2 separate regions of the Mus musculus genome follow, and region 2 is linked to region 1. Evidence: chromatin contacts called from public HiCAR-type data. All regions are on one chromosome and are shown on one strand. Each heading gives the region's core, a stretch centred on a gene start, on an enhancer-like site or on the middle of the called end of the contact. The rest is flanking DNA. Distances are from core to core; before and after follow the strand shown.

Evidence for each region. HiCAR-type assays count read pairs that join an accessible place to other places.
Region 2: a contact with region 1 is called in a HiCAR-type map of Th17 cells, with 5 times the contacts expected there. The contact joins two enhancer-like sites. A contact is called at or near these places in 2 of 39 promoter capture datasets (3T3-L1-derived adipocytes and stem cell-derived epiblast-like cells), 1 of 15 datasets of contacts at CTCF or cohesin (pro-B cells) and 2 of 115 datasets of contacts at active chromatin or transcription factors (CD8 T cells and Th17 cells).

Annotation. Positions count from the first base shown.
Region 1 is chr15:63,003,680-63,008,194 of GRCm38.p6, reverse strand. No RefSeq gene overlaps it. Among named protein-coding and RNA genes, the nearest start is that of Gm30113, 52 kb to the right of the region's middle. Within about 2 kb of position 1,579, at least 9 of the 459 cell types and tissues checked have an H3K27ac peak or open chromatin away from gene starts, as enhancers often do. A contact at or near this core is called in CD8 T cells and Th17 cells, where this site is marked.
Region 2 is chr15:62,807,585-62,811,770 of GRCm38.p6, reverse strand. No RefSeq gene overlaps it. Among named protein-coding and RNA genes, the nearest start is that of Gm22521, 16 kb to the right of the region's middle. Within about 2 kb of position 2,235, at least 30 of the 459 cell types and tissues checked have an H3K27ac peak or open chromatin away from gene starts, as enhancers often do. A contact at or near this core is called in CD8 T cells and Th17 cells, where this site is marked.

The sequences.
Region 1 (4,515 bases), core at 330-2,829:
CCAGACCCCTCAGAGCTCCCAGGGACTAAACCACCAATGAAAGAGTACACATGGAGCTACTCATGGCTCTAGCCGAATATGTAGCAGAGGATGGCCTTGTCGGAAGTCAATGAGAGGAGAGGTTCTTGGTCCTGTGAAGGCTCCATGCTCCAGTGTAGGAGAACGCCAGGACAGGGAGGTGGAAGCACCCTCAGAGAAGCAGGGGGAAGGGGATGGGTTAGAGGGCTTCTGGAGGGGAAACCAGGAAAAGGGATAACATTTGAAATGTAAATAAATAAAATATCTAATTAAAAACTTTAAAAAAAAAAAGAATCCTGGTCATAGAGTGTGAGATTCAGAAGGAAATTATACTTTATTATTTAAGTCTTATCATCATGTTCATAAAAATGAAGATAAAGCATTTATTAATGAAAATTATTTAAAATACAAATAATTGTCATTTCTTTAGAACTAAACTTGTGTCAATTCTTCACTCTTTTTTTTTCATATTAATGTATTTACTCATGGTCCTAGGATGGCTGGGTAACTGAGCTCACACCGATGTTTCAGTCAACAATGAAAATCAGGTTTGAATATGTTGAAAGAGGGGAGCTAAAAGCTAACATTTCTTTTCCTGTAGTGTAAATCTTTCTATAAACCCAGTAAGAACAAGTCTGGTTGTGTTTCTTTAAACAAAAGTATCATGTGAACATCTATTTCTAAATAGTCAAGGGAAACAAGCATTAGGAATGAGGGTTGGGTCACCAACAAACAGGTTCTAGTACTGAGTTCACATGACCACGTGATAATGCCTTTCAGCATCACTTTGTGCTGCCTACCAAAGGAAAGTAATGAACAATACTTTATAAACTTCTGAATTGGAAAAGCAAACCTCCTACCGGTGCCCTTAGCAACCATCTTCCCATGCTTGTAGCTTCTACAGGAGGCTTTCCTAAGTCAGTTTTAATGTTCCTACTACCCTGAAATTTGAGCACCGGAATGTGCTTGTCACCTTGAAATTGAAGACAGAGTGGAATACGGAGTGCCAGATCTTCTCCTATGAGGGCTTTCCATGAATTTTCTGGATCCCGTTAAGATCTTCCGAGGTAAATACTCAGTGCGGCTTAACTGGGCTTGAGTTCAGGCTTGTGTCGGAATTCAGCACACCATTCCTGCCACTGCTGAGCATGGCACAGATTCCCCGGGTGGAAAGTCATGCTCTGGAAATAGGTTAGAGCTTTTTAACAGGTCATTTGCCGTTCATATCAGGTCACAAGTATATGGCTCACAGTTCCAGATTAATGTCACCTATATCAGTTCAGTGACCTGAGAAAGATACTCCCCACCCCCCGCGCCCCCTGTTCCCCCGCCCTCCCTCCCTCCCCCCGCTTGGTTTATCTGGCTTCTACTGCATGGCACACCCACATCTATGCAAGATGGAGCTGTTCCCGTTTGACAGTGGCAGAAGGTGCTTTTCTTGCAGGATTTCTAGGTCAAAGGCTAAAGGAGGACTTGGAGGGTTCAGTCTGAAGTATCTGCTGTTGTCCTACAACAAACTCTTACCATGAGGAGGCAGCATAACACAGACATAAGTGTAGGTTGGGTTGGCCTTGATTCTAGACCAGCACCCCTAAACATCCAAGCCTTAGCTCTGCTACCTAAGCTCTGTGAAGTCCCGTGATTGCCTTGAAAATTAAATAAGGCCAGACCTTTTAAGCTCTTGGCAAAGTAGGTGATTTGTGTTTGTTATCGCTGTACTGAGGCCCTTGCTTTTAGTAATGTTACTGTTTTAGAAAGTAAGTCTGGAGTTTCTTCTCACTTTAAAAAACAAAAAAACAAAAACAAAAGCAAAACGCCGGGTGTGGTGGCACACGCCTTTAATCCCAGCACTCGGGAGGCCGAGGCAGGCCGCGGATCTCTGAGTTCGAGGCCAGCCTGGTCTACAGAGTGAGTTCCAGGACAGCCAGCCAGGGCTACACAGAGAAACCCTGTCTCGAAAAACAAAACAAAACAAAACAAACAAACAAACCCCCCCCCCAAAAAAAAAACAAAAAACAAAAAAAAAAAAAAACAAAACCAAAAAACCAAACCCCAAAACAACAACAACAGCAACAACAACAACAACAACAAAAAACCCGAAACAACAACAACAAAAACAAAAAAACTTTCAAAAGACCCAATATGTCCCTAAGGCAAACTTGAGGCCCATGTATATGTACTATAGAGTTAACATATCTAAATTACTGGAATCATTAGGAATGGTGGTCTGAATTAGGACAACTTTACAATAAGCTACTATATCTGCGAATATTCATTCATATTGGAAAACATCAATAACCTATCATCTCTGTTCTCACATGGCCCAGGAGTGGAGGAAGCACCCAGAAGACATGGCCTCAAAACCAACACCACTTCATGTCCTATGTATTTCTTGGCTAACACCATCCTTCAGACTGAGATTAATAGAATAGGAACTAGCAAGGGTTTGGGTACCACAGCACTTTATGCTAGTTGACAGTCTCATTCTACCTATACTAGCCCTGACAACTCACAGTTCCTGATATAGGTACTGTTATTCTCTCCATCATATACTTAAAGAGGTGTAGGCTAAGCTTGCTATGAAGGGACTTCCAATGGACAAAAGGCCTCTGTCAGCAATACTGAGCTCTGGATTCATGTGGGGATACTATACACTGATTTTCTTTCCTCACTTTATTGCTTTCTGAATAGAGGAGAAAAGGTGGCCAGGACACTGAGGTATAAAGTAGAAATGTATAGTTGTAAGTTGATATAGTTCATGTGAGGGTAGATGACAAGGCATCAGTATAGACCACAAAAGTATACACATTCAAACCCTTTACATGACAATTAGAATAAATGAAGCTTCTGTCACAGAGGACCCCTGTCCTCTTCCTTCTGTTTCAGCACCCAAAACCACCTAGAATTCCAGTTCCAGGGAATCTGATGCCGCCTTCTGGTCTCCACTGGCACCAAGCTCACATGTGTCCACAGACATATATGCAGGCATACACATAAACCAAAACAAATAAGCCTGTCTTCCTAATGCAAATGAATTTTCTCAGAAGCTGCCATGATATGAATAAATGCTAAAATGATATGTTAAAACATAATTGCTGCTGTTACAGTGTTTGTAGATGGAACTTTAGAGCTGCCATTTAAGGATACAGCATTAGCCTTCCCTAGAATACTCAACAGTGTGGCTGCAGCCTGGAAGGGAAAGCAGCCCTCTGTAGACAAGGAACCTTCCTGTGCCTTCATGATGCTCCACATCACTGTCTTTGTTTTAATCTGATGTTTTTGCAAAGACATGGCTGGAGTCTTTTCTCATTCTCTTTTGCATATATCTTTAACTTCCTTCTTGGTGCAAGTGTGAAGATTGTATTTAAAAACCTGAAATTTCTAACATTTTAACTTAAACATGTATTGGCCTAATTTCCATGATAATCACCACACTATATAATTACTTTGTTCCCATGCCTTTCACTTATTTGTTTGTTCGTTTTTATGAGACAGGGCCTTTTACTTGTTAATATTATAAAACTACATCCTCCTTCAGTGGGAATTTTATTTCTTCATCCTGATGTGAGCTTGTGAGTTACTACCCACTTTCTGGTAGTTGAACCTACAGGATGCCTTTGCCTATTATACTCTGGACATGTCTAGTAGCAGTGAAATACCTCAGCTTTTACCCCTTGGAGTATCTTCAAAGTCTTTCTCATTTTTGAAGGACAGTTTTGCTAAATATAGTGTTCTTGGTGTGGATAGTTTCTTTTTTAGCACTTTTCATGTATCAGACCATTGCCTTCTAGTCTCCCATGTTTCTGATGAGAACTCGGCTGATGACCTTGTTAAAGAGCCCTTGTTTATGATGAATCCCTGCCCTCACTGGGTTCTAAGAGCTCAATTTGGCTCTTGACAGCTAAGTTGCATATCTCAGTGTGTGTCTCTCCATTCATTCTTTTTGGAATTTGCTGAACTTGGAGCTTTATATTTAAGTGATTTTTTTCCCCCTTACCAAACTTTGGATGTCCGCAAGCATTAGTTTGCCAAATGTCTTCTCTGCGTCTTTTCTCGTAGTTTTCTTAGTCTTCCTTAGTGTACGTGGCTTTGCTTGATGGATGGTATTCATCCTTTCTGTATCCTCTTTTCCCTTATTCAGACTTTAATATCTCTAGAGACAATATAGTGTCTTCAGATGAGCTTACAGGATGCTTTCTGGTTGCTGAGATTTGTTCCAATTTGCTTTCATTGTAGCAAACTCTTCTTTGTGCTAAAGACCTTGAACTCCAGGTGCTTCCAGTGTTTTTCTGAGTTTATGCTTATTCCTGTGCATGGATGGTAGGTTTCCATTTCTGATATATTCCGTTAATTATTAATTTCCTCCTTGTTAATATCTGCCTCTTAGATGCAGAGAAAAATGAATGAGACAATAAGCCATGAGTCCTTCAAAGTTTCTGGAAATCCCTTCAGCTATAGAAAGTAGGACTAGCAAGAAGGAGGTGAGGGATGAAAACA
Region 2 (4,186 bases), core at 986-3,485, 200 kb after region 1:
CCTCTCCCTTCTCTCTCTCCTCTCCCTCCTCCTCCTCCTCACCCTCCTCTTCCCCTACCCTTCTCTCCCTCCTTCTCCTCCCTTCTCTCTCTCTCCCTCCCCCTCTCCCTCCCCTCTTTCCCTACCCGTCACCCTCCCCCTTCCTCTCTCTCTTTCTCCTTTTGTTTCCCTCCCCCTTTTCTCCCTTTCTATATTTCTTTTTCTCCCTTTGTCTCCCACCCCTCTCTCCCTTTCTCCTCTTTGCCTCTCTCCCTCTTTTCTGCCCTTACCTCCCTCATGAAAGAGGTAATAGTAAGCTGCCAAATATTACACAAGCATTTCCTAAGAACAAGAACACTGACTTTGTAACAGTGAAAGGCATTCATTTCCATGTCATTGGACATTTAAGAAAAACATTACATTTGACAACAACACAGCATTTGTAATTGGCTAACAGATTATATTTTGATTTCACCAACTCTCCCAATAAATATCTCCCTGTCTCTTTCTTTCAACAGGTTTCTCTGTGTTCCCTTGGTTGCCTAGAACTCACTATGTAGACTAGGCTGTCCTGGACTTCACAGAGATCTACCTGTTTCTGCTTCCCAAATTCGAGGATTTAGAGGCATAAGATAGCTACATGTCTGGCTATTAATAAGTTGTAATAACAGTTATTCCTGGTCTAGGATCTAAGTTAAGACCACATATTATATTGTGATGCTGTGTGCTGTGTCTCTTCTTGTTCTTACTTGGGAATGGTCCCTAGTCCCTCCTGTTTTTTTTTTTGTTTGTTTGTTTGTTTGTTTGTTTTTTCCTCTCACTGGCTGTGAGTGTGTGTGTGTGAGTGATACATATGTGGGCACATGTGATTGCCCACATATGCAAATGTAGAGGAGAGGTTGGGGGTAGACTGTCAGTGTCATCCTCTAATTTCTCTCCAAATTTTTATTTAATTAGCGTTTCAATGAACCTGGAGCCCAGAGTTGCAGCTGGAAATTCAGCTGTCTTTGCTTTCCAGTGCTGCAGTAACAGATAATCATGGCGGCTCCCAGCTTTAGATATGGGCACTAATGATCGGATCACAGGTCTATATGCTTTCTCAGGCTGCCCTTTACTCACTGAGTCATTTTCCCAGACCAATACTAACACTTTTAGAGATTACTCAGCACTCATTTTTGTATACAGCTTTAGAGGTTGACTCCTAAGCCTCATATATTTTAGCAATTAGATTTCATTTACACATCTTGGCCATAAGCATTCCCAAGTAATGTCAGCACATCTCATTAGGAATCACCTGTTATCAGTTCATTCCAACTTCAGCATTGTTTTCTAACAGATAATTTAATGAACACAATCAGAGAAAAAGGGACTTTGCACTGATGAAGTCTGACACCACACTTTATCCAATTACTCAAAGTTAGCATTACTAAAAGCTGAGGTTTTTTTTTTTTTTTTTAGATATTATTTAAAAGTAGTTCAGTTATTTTAACAACTTATTTGCCACCCATGAAAAATAACACATTATGAGAAAATGCATGAGAAAAGTGACTTTCATGTTTGTAGGAATAAATATTTATTTGACACTCAGAGCGTAATGCAGAAAATAAATTTTGTTGATGTTCAATTAACTCTGACTCCTTACTAATAAATGTCTCGCTATCAACACTTGCATATTCCTAAGGCCTGTGTGCAGATGAAAAAGCAAGACTAGCTGGAGAGACGGCTTAGTGGTTAAGAGCACTGACTGCTCTTCCAGAGGTCCTGAGCTCAATTCCTAGCAACCACGTGGAGGCTCACAACCATCTGTAATGGGTTCTGATGTCCTCTTCTGGTGTGGTCTGACAGTGTACTCACATATATAAAATAAATAAATCTTAAAAAAAAAAAACACAAGTAAGCTGACCAAGATAAATAGATTCTAATTCCATGTTCAATACCAGTTCTCTTCTGTCTTTGCCTATTTATTCAGAAACAATGGCAACATGGTCATACATATTGGAAAATCATTGAATGAAATGATGATGAAAGTCATAGACTAATTCTATTGTTAACACATTATTAAAATAGTAATTCAGAGACAAAATATATACAATTCCCTGGGATTAGAAAATTGAAGTGAAGACTAAGGTCCACGATAAAAAAAAAAATTCATTTTTGCTTTGCATAGTCACAGACTTCTAATGAGTCACATAGGCTGATGACCTGGATGCAAGTATTTTTTTAGAGCCTAGCCCCAGCTTGCAAGCTCTAACACCATTTTTCAGAGAAAGCAGGAAGTTGTATTTCTCTGTAGCTATGAACATAAAAGCAACTGCTATATATAGTACTTTAAGAGAAGCCTCCACAAGCGAGTCAAACTTCCTTTTCTTAATAATTTTGAAGTTCTAGATAACCTTTCTTTTTGGCGGGAATCTCATTAAGCAAGTTTTCATAGTAGATGGGAGGAAATGGAGGTCAGGGTGACATATATAAAGCACTTTCCACAAGGAAGATGTCATGTGGAGCCAGACAAGCAGAGGGAGACTGCAAAGCCATTTACCCATTTTACTTGAGCTGGGTAAATGCGATTCTCTTTCTTTCATATTTGGTCTTCAGTGCAACTCACCTGCATGTGTGAAGCTAGAGAGTAGGAAAAGATGTTTTGTAGTTTGCAATATTGTCTATTAATGGAAGTCGCTAACTGATATTTTAGTTGACACCCAATTAGAGAGAATATGGATGGGTTGAAAAACACCTTTCAAGGAGACTAAGCCATGAACACGGACAAACTATTGGAGTCTGGGGTGGGGTAGGGGAATGATTTGCAACGCCTAATAGAAGTCATTAACAGAGTATGTAATCTTTTACCTCTTTGCCCTTCTGAGAGGACATTTCCCCTCATTTTCCTTCTTGTCTTTCCTCACTTCTCCATGAGGTAGTGGAGATCTTTGGAGTAGAGCTCAGCATCTCCTTTCACACACAGGGCAGACAACAGATAGGGACTTAGACTCTGCAGTCAAGCACACTTAGATTTGAACACATGTCCTCCTTTTGAAAATGTGTGTGATCTGAGGCAAACAAGTGTCCTATTTCTTTATCTGCAAAACTGAAACAGGATAACGGTCTCACAGAAATGCATACAAAATTCTTAGACATAGGAAGCTCTGAGAATGCCTCCAATGCCTGTTATTCTTACTGACTTTATCTACACTGTGGTGGCTATCATTATCGTCTCCAACACCACGGTCTTCTTTAATCATTTTTGAAGAGTAAAACAGGAAGTTCATGGGTTTGAAGATTTTAATATCTTACTAAATTGTCACTTCGTCACTTTTTATATGTTTAGAAGTATATCTTGATCCATTTCCTTAAAGGAATTTGCTTTAAAAAATTTTATCAAGAGACTTATTTGATAGAGATTTTTTTTAATCAAGAGAGGATGTGAATTTGCATGAAGGAAGTACTAACAGGAATGTCTGTGCATCCCTACCTCAACACCTGGGCCAGCTGGGCCAGCTGGACCCAGGTAATGGCCTAAAGCAAACTAGTTAGGGAATCCCCTAACTAGGGATTGCCACCTGTGGCTTTTGGCAATATACTGATTAGTTTCTGCTTGCTATAGGGCAACTATGCAGTGTTAAGCACTGTGCCTTCCTTATTCCTAAGAATATAGATACCATTTTCATAATACTCTCTAAGCCCTAGGTTACTCTATCTAGACCATAGATGCCTCTAGAATAGGCTTTGCTGATCTGTGTGTTTTTAGGTCCAAGTGCATTGCCTTGCCTGGTGTCTAGAAGAAAGAATTACCGGAATGATGATCTGACAACTCTTACCTTATCTTTTCTCAGTCTCATTTTTCTGTTCCTCTTTTATCACAGAAGAGTCAAATACACTGGAATAGAGTCACCAATGTAAATAAACTCTCCTAAAATGTGCATGCAAACACACACACACACACACACACACACACACACACACACACACACATTCAACCAGCAAAGATAATCTGTTCAAGAGGTAGTGGGATAATATGATTGTTATTATGTTTACAATCTCTCCTCAAAGGAGCATGTAATAGCAATAAGAGCAATAAGATTCAGATGGACTTTAGGTCCTCAGCCCTAATATGGTCTTTCTAGTCAAGGGCTTGCAACTCTTTCTCGGTGTTCTTGATCTGGGGAAGCCCCAGGCAGGTGATTTACCACAGAGAACTACCCTGTTTCCA